Regions from separate parts of the Sus scrofa genome. Here region 1 is linked to region 2. The links are chromatin contacts, called in public Hi-C maps. All regions are on one chromosome and are shown on one strand. The core of a region is the stretch at or near the end of the contact, and the rest is flanking DNA. Distances in the headings are between cores, read along the strand shown. Region 1 holds the start of MRPL28 (39S ribosomal protein L28, mitochondrial). Region 2 holds the start of RAB11FIP3 (rab11 family-interacting protein 3).

The links. A called contact is a pair of places that touch in the nucleus more often than the background predicts.
Region 1: a contact with region 2 is called in a Hi-C map of skeletal muscle, with 6 times the contacts expected there. The contact joins the promoter of MRPL28 here to the promoter of RAB11FIP3 in region 2. A contact is called at or near these places in 1 of 5 promoter capture datasets (fetal liver) and 6 of 47 Hi-C or Micro-C datasets (epiblast stem cells, fetal liver, liver and 2 more).

Annotation. Positions count from the first base shown.
Region 1 is chr3:41,328,109-41,335,370 of Sscrofa11.1, reverse strand. MRPL28 (39S ribosomal protein L28, mitochondrial) reads right to left here and starts at 4,959. Exons shown (of 5, transcript XM_005655127.3): 1 at 4,249-4,959; 2 at 3,507-3,659; 3 at 3,124-3,258; 4 at 2,951-3,037; 5 at 1,851-2,268. The coding sequence starts at 4,536. The coding sequence ends at 2,110. TMEM8A (transmembrane protein 8A) reads right to left here. Exons shown (of 12, transcript XR_002342470.1): 9 at 7,024-7,262; 10 at 6,692-6,808; 11 at 5,288-6,395; 12 at 4,941-5,016.
Region 2 is chr3:41,282,414-41,288,831 of Sscrofa11.1, reverse strand. It overlaps RAB11FIP3 (rab11 family-interacting protein 3), which reads left to right and starts at 3,834. Exons shown (of 14, transcript XM_021086921.1): 1 at 3,834-4,934. The coding sequence starts at 3,849.

The sequences.
Region 1 (7,262 bases), core at 3,710-6,209, 45 kb before region 2:
CAGCCCAGCGTGGCAACCCACACGGAGGCCGAAGGACTGAGCTCCGATCTCATGGAAACACATGAGGGGAAGGGGGCCCAGCTTGTGCAGAGACAGGTGCCCAGCCCTTCTGCAGCTACGGGCCAGCACAGGGCAGTGCCAGCTTCTACAGGTTTGATCTTGATCAGTACACCCTCCAGGGTCCCCAGGGCCTCACAAGGGGGCACTGTAGGCTCTCAGTGCCAGACCAGCAGAGGGGCGGCCAGCAGGGACAGAGATGAAGGCAGCTCAGGGGCACGGCCTGACCAGGGTCTGGAGGGTGGGACAGCCTGAGTCCCCTCCCCACCCCCTGCCTGGACGTACCAGCGGGGATGGTTATTTTATTTGGGCTGGGGAGGGAGTCTGTGGTAACAGCGAGGGCCTCTGAACCCTTCCTGCATCAAGGACCCGCGGGAGGATGGGATGAAGGCGACAATGCACCCTCGGTGCAGGGTTGCTGTTTTGGGGATCTGGAGCCAGAGCCGCACCGGACCCCCGCTTCTGTCCAGCTTCAGGTCATGGGAGGTGAGCAGCCTGCTGAGGGCATGTGAGGCTCCACCCATTACCCAGGCCTGTCTGGGCATAACCCCAGGCTGGGGTTAGCAGGGCCAAGCGGGCCCACCCGTGGTGACAGGGAGGTGGGTGCCACCCTCCACCCCATGCTGCTCGGGCCACAAGCTCTGTGTAGGCCCAGGTCCCTCAGGGCCCCAGGCGAGGGCGTAGAAAAGGGACCTGGTTCAGGTCAGGGCTGAACGTGTGAACCATGCCGTGGAGGCTGGGGAGGCCAGCCTGCCCCGAGCAGCAAAGTGGCTGGAGCAGGGGCCCATGGTTTGGACAAGTGGCTAGGTCCTGCCGGCCCCCAGATCCTGGCCAGGAGTGAGCTGGACACAGTGAGTTTTTGGTAAAACTCTTTTTTTTTTTTTTTTTAATGTTAAGCCCACACCCCCAGCCTATCAAAGTTCCCAGGCCAAGGGCTGAATCCCAGCTGCAGCTGCGGCAACGCCAGACCCTTTAACCCACCACAATGGGCGGGGGATGGAACCCACACCTCTGCAGCAACCTGAGCCACTGTGGCTGGATTCTGAACCCCCTAACAATCCACGGGCTCCCAGGGCCCTTCTGCAGCTGCACCCACCGATCAGTGGCACGCCCCCTCTGGCCTCCCCTCCAGAACCACAGCCCCGTGGGCATCCCTTCCCAAGCACCACTCAGGGCAGCCTGGTGCCCCAGTCACGTGCCTGGCCCAGCTGAGGGGAACCCACTTGCCCTCCCAGAGACCCAAATGGGTCTCAATGCTCAGGACTTGCAGATAAGGGTCAGCAAAGACCCCAAGTCTCAGAGCAAGAGAGGCCTCAGGTGCCTGGCCCAACCTCCCACTGGCAGCCGCATTCCCCCCCCAGTTCAAGTCTGGTCAGCAAAAGAGGGGGCGCCCAGGGGGTAAGCCCCAAAGGCTGTGATGTGGCCTCTCTCTCCTTTAGGACTGTGACAGGGTGGTGTGGACAGGGGTTCCAGACAAGGCCTTCTCTGCAAGACAATGCCGCCAGCAGCACTGCCCCAGGGTCCCTGGCCTCTCAGAGAGATGCTGGCACGGGTAGCATCAGCCACGGCCAGACCCAGCCACGCAGCTGCCTCTGCTCTGTCCGGACAGGAAGGGACGTGCAAGGAGGGCCGAGCACCTCCTGGACGATGGCGAGACGCCTCGGACGCGGGCTTCTCCTGGACGAGAGCAGCCCCAGGAGCTTGCACACCCGGGGACCAGCACCCACCTCAGCTGCGTCCCAGGTCTTTGGGGCACAGGGCGAGCCCCGATCATCCAAGCAAAGGAGCACACGCTCAGCCCAACTCAGACTTTACTCACGCTGCCCCCGAGGGAGGGGACCACAGAGATAGCAAGATGGCCCCAGGCCCCTGGGGATCCTGGAACAAGAGGCCTCTTGGGGAAGGACCACCCCCGCTGGGAGCTGCAGGGCCAGTACGCACACGCGGGTTGGCCCAAGGCCACAGGCAGCCGTCACCAGCACCCTGGGCTCTGTCCGTGTTGCCAGCGGGGGCCGGGGTGCTGAGCTTGGCCGAGGCCCAGGTTACGACCCGCTACTTCCTGCTGGCTCTCGTCTGCACCACAGCCGGCTCAGAGAGGGCCTGCTGCTGAAGCTGCCCGAGCAGCTCCTCCACGAAGATCTTGAACAGAGGAATGGGGTCCTGCGGGGAGACGGGGTCCCAGTGAGACGCTCGGAGGAGGAGGGACTCCAGCTGTGGGATGAAGGCGACAATGCACCCTCGGTGCAGGGTTGCTGTTTTGGGGATCTGGAGCCAGAGCCGCACCGGACCCCCGCCTCTGTCCGGCTTCAGGTCATGGGAGGTGAGCAGCCTGGGAGGGCATGTGAGGCTCCACCCATTACCCAGGCCTGTCTGGGCATAACCCCAGGACACCGAGAGGTCCAGGCCCCTCAGGCTTGGCAGCTGAGTCAGGGAAGGCTACGTGCCACCCCCCGACCCCCAGTCAGAGAGAGAGGGGCCGCCCTCCCTTGGGGGAGCAGGGATCAGGCGCCTACCCCCGGCTTCCCTGCCTTGGGGCCCAGTGGTTGCAGATAAACTGGGCAGGGGGAAGGGGGTAGCAGCTGCTGTGGGCTCCCTGTCCTGGCAGCTCCCACGCACACCAGACTCTTCCAGGGGACAAGCCAGAAAAAGCCTGCACTCGGTACCCGGCAGACCCTGGGGAGTGCCAGGCAGCCATGTAAACCAGTGGGGCCAAGCATCCAGGTCTTGTCTGTCTGTCTGTCCCTGAGGCTGGCAGAGGGGGCAGGAGGGTGCCAGGACCGGACTGGAGGGTGCAGGCGGCACGGAGCCTGCCTGGGGCCCCATTCACGTTCCCTCTCCCCCCCGCCCTCCCCCCGGGGCTGGCACTCGGCAGCTCGTGCTCCCACACACACACCTTCTCCTCCAGGAGCCTCTGCTTCTCCACGGCCTCGTCCAACGTCAGGCCAACCCACTCGGCCTCTGCCTCGGGGATGACGAACGCCTGGGCGGGCAGAGACCAGGGTCGATGAGGCCGGGGCAGCCGGCCAGGGGCCCGTGAGAGGCAGGAGGTACAGGCTTACTCCTTACCTTGTACCTGTCGTAGATGGCCGCCCTCCTGGCGGGGTCGTCCGGGTGCAGCTGGGGGTCCTGTCGGGCAAGCCGCAGCAGCATCCCCCGCTTCAGGTCCATCCCGAACTTGGAGCACAGGTCCTCCTTGGGGGTCTGGCAGGAGGCTCCACATGGGACCCGGTGCTTCAGGCAGGGTCCCGCCCCCCGCCCCCTTCAGCCTCCACGCCAGCTGCTGGCAGCACCCAGGCCAGCCCAGCACCCGGGGGCCAGAACAGAGAAAGGTCTGAGAGCAGAGGAGGTGAAGCGGGGCGGCTGCCGCAGCGACGGACTCCCACTGGGGCTGTGGGGGTCGGGGGGACAGGGTGCCGATGACATCTCAGTGGGGACCCCGCTGTCCTTGCCTTGAGGATGTAGAAGTCGAAGCCGCAGGCCTGGTCGATGAGGTCCAGGGTGCGCATGGTCACGGTCACGGTGAACCGCTTGTCCAGGATCTCACTGTAGAGCTCGCGCTGGAACAGCTGCGGCTTCCACACCTTCCTCACTCTCTTGGAGAGCTGAGGGAGCAAGAGGCTTGGTGACATCGGGCCGGGGAGCTGCACCTGTCAGCCTCCACTCGGGGGCCTGGCTGCCCAGAGGTCCGCTTCTCCCCCGACCCTGCCGAGGTGGCAGGGTCACACACAACCGTAACTGCAGGGTCCACGGGGTTTCACGGTCCAAACCAGAGCCTAAGGGCCCAAAGGCCAAGGAGACATCAAAGACACAAATCCCCACCCCGAGGGCTCGGCAGCTCCTCCAGGTTCCCCATCAGAGGCAGCAAGGCACTGGGGGCATCAGGGGCGGACTGGGGTGATCTGCCCCCCGGGTTAGTCTCTCGACCATTCTAAAGGGGGCAGGGCAGTGCCAGCCTTGCCGGTGTCAGGATAGGTGGGGGTGAGGGTGAAGCCGACAGGTCTCCTTAGGCCTCGCCCCCCACCCCCTCTCAAGACTCAGGCCTCCTCCCCATCCTGAAAGGAGCTGTGTCCGCCGGGCCGTAAGCCCTCCTCCCGAGCAGAGTCCCCTTCCTCTCCAGGTACCTCCAGACCCCAGCCGGAGCCGGGCGGCAAGGCCCGGGAGGTACCGCGCCAGCCCGTCCTGCTCGCTCACCTTGTCGTTGTTGACGTATCTGTGACCCAGCACCCAGCCCTCGCCGCCCCACAGCCCCAGCTGGGACTCCGGGGGGTAGTGAACCGGAATGGGCACGTCCTCCACGCGCTCCCGCTGCCAGTTCTTGGGGTTGATCTTGAACTTGGCCCCGTGAGGCCTGTAGTGCACGGGAGTGGGCGTCCGCGCCTCCTCCAGGGAGCGCAGGTAGTGCCGGGGCAGGCGGGAATAGATGCCCTCCCACAGCCGGAGCTGCTTCCACAGGCCGACAGGGACCTTGTGCAAGGGCATCGCGGCGAGGCTGGCGGGAGGCAGGGACCGCGGTCACGCGCGGCGGCCGGACGTGGGACAACACCCTCACCCCGGCCCCGCGCGCAAAGCCGCGTGACTCCCACTGCAAGCCAGGATCAGCCGCGCCAGCCTCCGGAGCCCAGGGCCTCGCCGGAAACGGAAGTCGTGCCGCGGCACCCTGCTCTCCAACCGCCGCTGATTGGCTGCAAGCCAGTCCGTCTACCCAGCTCGTCCCGCCCCCTCTTTGGTCCTTAGGGACCGTGGAAAACTTCCTGCAGAGATGGTGGCAGCCCCAGGGATCGTCGGCAAGTGTGGGGCCGGCAAGAATGGGCCCGTTTCCAGAGGCTTGGCCACCTTCCCTCCTCCCAGAACGAGCGCAGAAAGCAATGCAAAGACTCTTTTTACCTTGAAACATCAGTGTAGAATATTAAATTCATCAATCACAGTGAAATCAGAGCTACAGAAAAATGTCTTCAATGTCTGAAAAAATCCCCCCCCGAAATACCTTATATAAATATTTCCCCATTACAAGCCTGGAGAATGCTACGGTGGCCAAGTGCTGGGTAACTGCGGGTGTGGGAAGCCTCCCGGGAGGCCATATCCTGGATGGGACTCGGAAGGCAAGATGCCAGGTCCAGAGGTGAGAGGGCTGCGGGCCCCCACCCACCCTGGGCTCAGCACCCTCACACTGACAGTGGCCCCCCGCAGCCTACCTTAGGGAGGGCCTCCTGGGGTGGTCAGCAGCCCTTACCCTGCTTTCACCACGAGAGAGGTTAGGCCAGGTCCCCAGGAGCCCCCTCTGCAGACACGTGTTTGAGCGAGGTCAGGGTGGCCGCCGTCCCCTTCTCTTCTCAAGGAGATGCTCACTAGACAAGGGCCCAGGAACCCAGAGGGCAGTGGGGTAGAGTTGGGACAAGGTGTGCCCTGGGAGCCCAGCACTCCCAGAGCATCTTGGAGCCTCCTCTCCACGAAGGCCTCCCAGTTTTGGAGCCAACGTGAAGGGGTAGGGGTGGCCAGCCAGCCAGAAGCCAGCCTTCCCCATGCCCTCGTGGCAGCTAGCCCTTAGGCCACCCAGTGCCATCAGCTCCCTTGGCACGATCGCCCCTTCCCGTGGCAAATGCATCAGCAGGGGGCATCCTGCTGGGGCACAAGGGGTCAAGGAGCCACGCGGCGGCACAGCTACCAGCCTAAGTGCCAGAGCACAGCCTCACACAGGAACAGGGCGACACAGCCATCTTACTCTACGTTTCCCTCCAACCATCTCCAGGCCAGCAGACCACAGGGGCTTCCCCACTTGGTACCTGTGGTCTCCAGGCAGCCAGGGCCAGGCCTCAGGAGCCACTGCAGACACCCGCTGGGCCCTGCAGAGGGACCGGGTAGCTGGCAGCCAGTAGGCATAAGGGAGCTGGGGGTGTGGCCTTGCCTCCGGAGGAGGAGGAAGTGAGAGCACAGCAGTGCAATTTTATTCGGCTGGAAATCCATCTGGACAGGGTACCTCTCCCCTGGTCCTGCCCCTGGCCGGAGAAATCATCAAAGCCGCAGGTGTCCCCAAGCGGGCCACGTCATGTCACTGTGTACAGCTCTTCCTGGCGGTTCCTGCAGATATCATAGTGGCAGGTGAGCTTCTGGGAGCAGGCCCAGGGCTCGGTGTGTTGGTCCCTTGGTGGCAGCAGGAACGCAGCGCTGCCAGCCAGCAGCATGTGCCAGATGCTGTGGGTGTAGTAATAGTTGTCGCTGGTCATCATGGCGGTGTAGATGGCAATGGCCACAGAGGCCATGGCGATGCCAGGCAGGAGGTAGAAGACCCAGCGCTGCCAGGAGGGCGGGTAGCAGCGGCGTCGGCGCCCGCAGCGGTACACCTGGAGGAAAGCACTTGCGTGTCGGCGCAGGGGCTGCAACCAGGGCTGCCAAGGGCTCGCCCAGGTCTGGGAGCGTGGGCTGCTTGGTGGGGGTTCAAGCGCACAAAGACCTGAGGGTCCCCAGGCCTCAGGCATGAAACCACAGGGGGCCCTCCGCAGATGCAGAGGGTTCGGGCCCAGGACCCGGACCATGGCCCGAAGGCGGGACCAGGCCCTGTCCTCCTCTATGGATCATGTATCCCGATTGCCAGGGCACGGCGTCTGGGCGGCACCACAGCCCTGCCCCAGCCACTTACCCACATGGTGACCATAACCACGATGGCAAAGAGGCACGGCCCCAGCATGTTCCAGGCGGCCCTGCGGTCCAGCTGCAAGGACATGGCGAAGACCAGGGTGCCCAGGAGAAACAGAACCTGGGTGACACAAAGGGAAGGCCGCAAGGTTGTGGGAGCCAGGCGGACGGCACACGGCTCAGCGGGAGCAGGTGGAGTGGCCCTGCCGCCATCCCACTGCCCCCGTGCCCAGCTGGCAGAGCAGGCGAAGTCTGCCCCTCCCCAAGCCCCCGCATGGCTGGGATCCATCCATCCCCCAAGGCTGTCCACAGGCGAATTTCTGTCTGAGGCACGACCTTGGCAGGCAGGGCACCAGGACACGCGTTTCCATCAGGCTGGCCCAGCTACAGCGGAAATGCCCCCAAAGGGTCCTCGGCCTCAGGGACTCCGACGGCACAGCTGGGGGCTTCTCAGGGAGGCAGGCCCAGGGCTGGAGGCCAGGCCTTCTTTCTTTTCTTTTTTGCTTTTTAGGGTGGCATCCGCAGCATGTGGAAGTTCCCAGGCCAGGGATCACTGGATCCGAGCTGTGTCTATG
Region 2 (6,418 bases), core at 2,585-5,084:
GTCAGATCCTTAACCCATTGAGCGAGGCCAGGGTTCGAACCAGAAACGTGGTTCCTAGTTGGATTTGTTTCTGCTGCTCCACGATGGGAACTCCTGGGTAGAGGATTTACTCATTAAATTTAGAAGGCATTGAGGAGTTCCTGCCATGGCACAGTGGATTAAGACTCCAACTGCAGGAGTTCCTGCTGTGACCCAATGGGATCAACAGCGTCTCTGGAGCCGTGGGACACAGGTTTGATCCCTGGCCCAGCAAGGTGGGTTAAGGATCTAGCATTGCTGTAGCTGTGGCTTGGATTCAATCCATGGCCCCGGCACTTCCATCTGTGGCCATAAAATTGAAAAATTAAATTCAAAGTGTTTAATTATGAAAATTATGAATTTGTTGTTGCTTTTTAGAGCTGCACTCACAGCATGTGGAGGTTCCCAGGCTAGGGGTCGAGTCAGAGCTGTAGCGGCCAGCCTACACCAGAGCCACAGCAACTCAGGATCTGAACTGTGTCTGCAACCTACACAACAGGTCACGGCAATGCCGGATCCTTAACCCACTGAGCAAGGGCACTGACCGAACCCGCAACCTCGTGGTTCTTAGTCGGATTCGTTAACCACTGCGCCATGATGGGAACTCCCGAAATTCTTAAACTTTCTGAAGAACCGTACCCACGTTCTCACCAGCCAGGTTTACCAGGTGTAGGTATTTTGTCCTGTCTGTCCCCAGTCCATCTGTCTTTTAAGGAAGTAAATGCTCAGGTCCTGCTCCCTTTCACCACTTTCCTCCTCTGTCGCCTCCTCCCCCTTCCCACTCTTGTTTTCGTATTTTTTACTGCAAATGAAGATGTTTAAAAACCATACCTGTATCGATGGTTCGTTTATTTATTCATTTGGCTCTGCCAGCGGCATGCAGACGCTCCCGGGCTGGGGATCGAACCCGTGCCAGACCAGCAGTGACAAGGCCGGATCCTTGACCCGCTGTTCCACTGGGGAACTCTGATGCAGTGTTTGTAAACTTTGCTAAGACGGCATTACACGGTCTCCGTTCCGGAGCTCGCTTTGCCACGCAGCTTGTCGCCATCAGCCCACGCAAATGGGCACCATGTCGGTTCATCCGCTGAGTCTGCTCATAATGTCCCACGCAGCAGCCTCTTCATGGAACTAGGAAAACCAATGCCGCCTCCAACATCCCTTTCCTGCCTCCGAGTGGATTTGATGGTGGAGAAGCAGAAATGCCGGGTAATGGAGTTCCTGTTGTGGCTCAGCAGTTAATGGACCTGACGAGGGTCCACGAGGATGCAGGTTCGATCCCTGGCCTAGCTCAGTGGGTTCAGGATCCGGCACTACCATGAGCTGTGGTGTAGGTCGCAGACACGCCTCAGATCCTGCGTGGCTGTGGCTGCGGTGTAGGCCGGCAGCTGTAGCTCCGATTAGACCCCTAGCCAGGGAACCTCCGTATGCTGCAGATGTGGCCCTAAAAACGACAACAAAGAAGTGCCCAGTAAGAATGAGGGGGACACGGCCCTCCAGGTGAATCATTCCTGTGAATGCTTGGTGGTATTGGCTTAAATTTTTACCACTTGATGTCCAATGCGAGCCTTGGTCATTCCCTTGGCTACCAGTGGGCTTAAGCATCTTTTTAACGTGTTTATTGGCCAATTGAGTCTCTGCCTGTGGAACTGCTTATTCATGTTTATTGCTCATTTTTCTACCGCATGATGTGCTTTCACTGTTCTTTGGAGAATTCTTGTGTATTGTGGAAATACATGCATTATCAGCTACATCTGTTTCAAATATCTCTTTCCAGTTGCTATGGGCTGAGTCACGTCCCCTCAAATTGATATGTTGAAGCCCTAACTCCCCCCAGTGCGATGTCACCCAACCAATCCTGGGTCTGCCCGCACGCCTGCAGCAAATCCACTTGACTGACTCCAGGTCGTGAGGAAGGAAAGGGCAGTGTTTACTGCAGGCGCCAAGCCAGGAGTCCAGGTGGCTGGGGCTCAAAGACCCAAGCCTCCCAAAGGCTTTCAGGAAAAGGCTTTTTTTTTTTTTGTCTTCTTTTTTTTGCTATTTCTTGGGCCGCCCCTGCGGCATATGGAGGTTCCCAGGCTAGGGGTTGAATCGGAGCTGTAGCCACCGGCCTACGCCAGAGCCACAGCAACTTGGGATCCGAGCCGCGTCTGCAACCGACACCACAGCTCACGGCAATGCCGGATCCTTAACCCACTGAGCAAGGGCAGGGACCGAACCCGCAACCTCATGGTTCCTAGTCGGATTCGTTAACCACTGCGCCACGACGGGAACTCCAGGAAAAGGCTTTTAAAGGCAGGGTGAGGGAGGGGGCACGTGATCAGCTCGAGGATATTCTGATGATTGACTGGTGGTGATGAAATCAAGTCAGCATCCTCAGGCTTCCGTTCCAGCTGGTCTGGGGACTAGGAGCTGGTGGGCTCCATATACTTAACTTCTTCACCTGGTGGGGTTTCAGCCTCTGCAAAACAGGTCTGAAGGGAGTTCCTGTCATGGCTCAGTGGTTAACGAATCCGACGAAGAATCCACGAGGTTTCGGGTTCGATCCCTGGCCTTGCTCAGTGGGTTAAGGATCCGGCGTTGCTGTGAGCTGTGGTGTGGGTTGCATCCTGAGTTGCTGTGGTTCTGGTGTAGGCTTGGCCTGCAGCTCCAATTAGACCCCTAGCCCGAGAACCTCCATATGATTCAGGGTAAGGCTGTAGAAAAGGCAAAAGGACAAAAAAAAAAAAAAACCCAAAAAAACAGCTCGGAAGATGATCTATCGGAGTTCCCCTTGTGGCTTAGGGGTATTGAACCCGACTACTGTCCATGAGGACGTGGGTTTGTAGGTGTGGCCCTAAAAAAAAAAAGTGATCTATAGCCCCCTTGAGGAGGAGCTAACTAAGGCTCCTTGACTGTTCTGTCTGTCTGCTGCTTGACTCTTTTCCTTTCTTTCTACATTTTTTTTTCACTTTTCTAATTAAATTTACTCTTTGGAACTCGGGGAAGGCCTAGGGGGCTAGTGTTTTCTAAAGACATGAGGAAGGCAGAGGACATAAGGAAAACAAGAAAAAGAAAACACAGGGATAATTTTTTTAAAAAATTATTTTTTTACTAAGGTATAATTTACACGCAGTGAAATTCATTCTCTGGTGATACAATTCTGTGAATTTTTTTTCTCTTTTTACAGTTGCACCCGTGGCATATGGAGGTTCCCAGACTAGGGGTCTAATTGGAGCTGCAGCATATGGAGGTTCCCAGACTAGGGGTCGAATCGGAGCTGTAGCCGCCGGCCTACGCCACAGCCACAGCAACGCGGGATCCGAGCCGCGTCTGCAACCTTGACACCGGATCCTTAACCCGCTGATCGAGGGCAGGGACCGAACCCGCAACCTCATGGTTTCTAGTCGGATGCGTTAACCACTGCGCCACGACGGGAACTCCTGTCCGAGATTTTTAAAAAAGGCCTCTGCGTTGGGCCACCCGTTCCTTGGGTCACAAGTGAGGGACCGCATGTTCAGGGCCCTTCCACACTCAGGCCGGGACTGCGAGCCACGGTTGCGGGAGGAGGATGTCACGCGCACTTCGCTCGCCCGGTTGGATCGCATCCGTTGCTTATCAATTTGAGGGAGCTCTTTATGCAGGCAAGACGCAGTCATCCGCGTTGCGTGTGGGGGTGCATGACGTCACGCCCGGGGTTGCTGCCTTCCAGCGCATTCGCCCCCTTTACACCCAGCCTCCCGGTGCCGCAGAGGAAGGGAGACCCACATACAGCCCCACAGCTTCGCAGCGCGGCTGCCTGCCTTTATAGCAGCCCGGCGAGGGGCGGAGCCAGATGGCGGCGCGACGTGATGACGTCAGGCCGACAGAGGGCGGGGCGAGGGCGGCGGCGTGAGCTCGGGTACCGCGGACACCTCCTCGTCCTCCTCAACCGTGTTCCCCTCAGCGTCCTCCTGCGCGCCGTCCTCCTGTTTAGGGTCCTGATTCTCCAGATCCCCCTCCTCGGCGACCCGCTCCTTAGCCTCCCCTCCTCGTCCTCACCCTCGGCTTCCTTGTGCCACCCGCCGCCGCCGCCGCCGCCGCCATGGGCCCGCGCCCGCCGCGCCGCAGGGCCGAGGACAGCTGAGGCGCGGCGCGAAGATGGGCGAGGGCGGAGCAGGGCCCGAGCGCCAGCCCGAGCAGCCCGGGCGCCCCGCGCGCGCCCGCCCGCGTCGCCGCGGGGATGCCCGCGCCCGCCGCCGCGCCCTGAGCGCCTTTGTCTGCCGCCCGCGCCGCCCGCCGTTCCACTGGCCTCGCGGGCCTGCGCCGCGGCCGGGGGCGCGCCCATGAAGATGGAGCCGGGCCGGCCGGCCTCCCCCTCGGGCGGCCCGGGCCCCGACCCAGACCCCGGCGGGCCCGGCGCGCCCTCCGCTCCCGCCCTCCACCTGGGGCTCGGCCCGCAAGACCCCGAAGCCGGCCCGGAGGCCGGACGGGGCCCGGGGCCGGAGCGGAGGCCTCAGCGCCTTGGCCGGGCCCCAGACCCGGACCCCGACTCCGATCCCGACCCCGACCCCGACCCCGACCCGCCGCTGTCGGAACTAGGCCCGCTTTATTCCTGGACCGCTGAGCCGGAGGGTGACGGCCCCCCAAGCTGCCCGCACAGCGCGACAGCCCGCGCGCAGGATTTCAGCCGCAGCCACCACCTGCGGGGCGAGGTCGACTTCTTCCCCCCCTTCCCCTCGCCCGAGGTCGGCGAGCCGGCGCTGGAGCTGGGTCCCGGGGACCCGGACCGGCCCTCGGACTTCAGCCAGACCCGCCCCTTAACGAGCGAGCCCGCGGGGTGTCCGGAGGACGCCCCCCGGCTCCGAGCCGTGTTCGAAGCCCTGGACGGGGATGGAGACGGCTTCGTCCGCATCGCGGACTTCGTCCAGTTCGCCACCGTCTACGGGGCAGAGCAGGTAACTCGCAGCGTGGGAGCCGGGCTCCGTGCGCGGGGGTCGCGGAGGGCACTTAAGGCCGGGGTCCGCGTCCTCTCGTGCTTGACTTCTGCCCTCACCTCTGGTCGAATTTCGCCGAAGCGCCTCTTTCCCCTTGAGAGAGGTTCTAATTCCGGGATTTAGTGTCTTCCCTGACGTCTCAGGCCACACAAGCTGGATATTTTCCTAAGTCGAGGGGAGCGCCTGGCCTGGGGACATGCCCCCAGGCTGCCCGATGGAAGTGCCCTCCGCAGACGTGCCCGCCGTTCCCCCAGCGGAGGGCCCAGGTCTGGTCGGGCTGAAGTAATTCGCTCCTTGGGTCTGCCACGGGGCACCTGGACGCTTAGGGATCATGTTCCAGACGTCTATTTTGAGCGCAGTTACTTTACTGTGTGTGGTTGGCATATGTTCTCCATAGACTCGTTGTTTGGGAGACGCCGAATGCCAAAAAATTTCACTGCTGTTCCTTCTGTGCAGAAGGGAAAGAGAGGAAGCCCAGAGGGAGGGGAATGAGCCTCGGAGCACCATGGTGCATGCAGACTTGAGGAAGCCTGAGCAGAACTGCCTCAGGGCCACCTCCTCGCCTGTGGGGCAGGTGTTGGGAAGGCACAGTGCAGTGGGGCAGGGGGTCCTGCCCAGCCCCCCGGGGCTGTGGCTGCGCTAGGAGGAGGTGGCCCTCACCCTCCAGTCCCTCCCTCCCAGCGCTTAGGAAAGTTTAGGTGGAGACAGCAGCAGGGCTGTGTGTGTTCTGGTATTAACCCAAATACATGCAAATTGATTACCGACGTTCACTTGTAATTTTTTTTATTTTTGCCTTTATTATTATTATTTTTTTTAGGGCCACACCGGCAGCATATGGAGGTTCCCAGGTTAGGGGTCACATCAGAGCTGCAGCTGCCAGCCACAGCCACATCAGATCCGAGCCACATGTGCAACCTACACCGCGGCTCGCAGCAACGCCGGATCCTTAACCCACTGAGCAAGGCCAGGGATCGAACCTGTGTCCTCATGGATGCTAGTCAGATTTGTTTCCACTGAGCCACGACAGGAACTCCTACTTGTAAATTTTTGACTTAGGAATAGGAAATTCCTAAAATGCTGATCTGCTAGTTTTTGTGTGTTGCTGACTTCTCACACTTGCGGACATTCGTAAAGTGGCTGTTCAAGCGTGGATACATGTTTAAGCCCAGAGGTCTTTAAGAGGCATCATTGACACCCTGCTTTTCAGAGCATCCGTCATCACGTTAAGAGCCTGTACAAGGGATCCGGGTGCCCGTGAGTGTTGACAGTGTCCATTGAGCTGTTGGGTGCAGAACCGGCTTGCCTGAGCTCAGGTTCCTTGTTGAGGTCCCGGCCTGGGAAGATGTGCATGTGGCAGTGGGCCTGCATGTCGGCGTTGGGTCTGTGGGACGCCCTGCTTTAGCTCTGGGTTGGAAGATCTTGCTTGAGATTGGGTTTCCCATCTC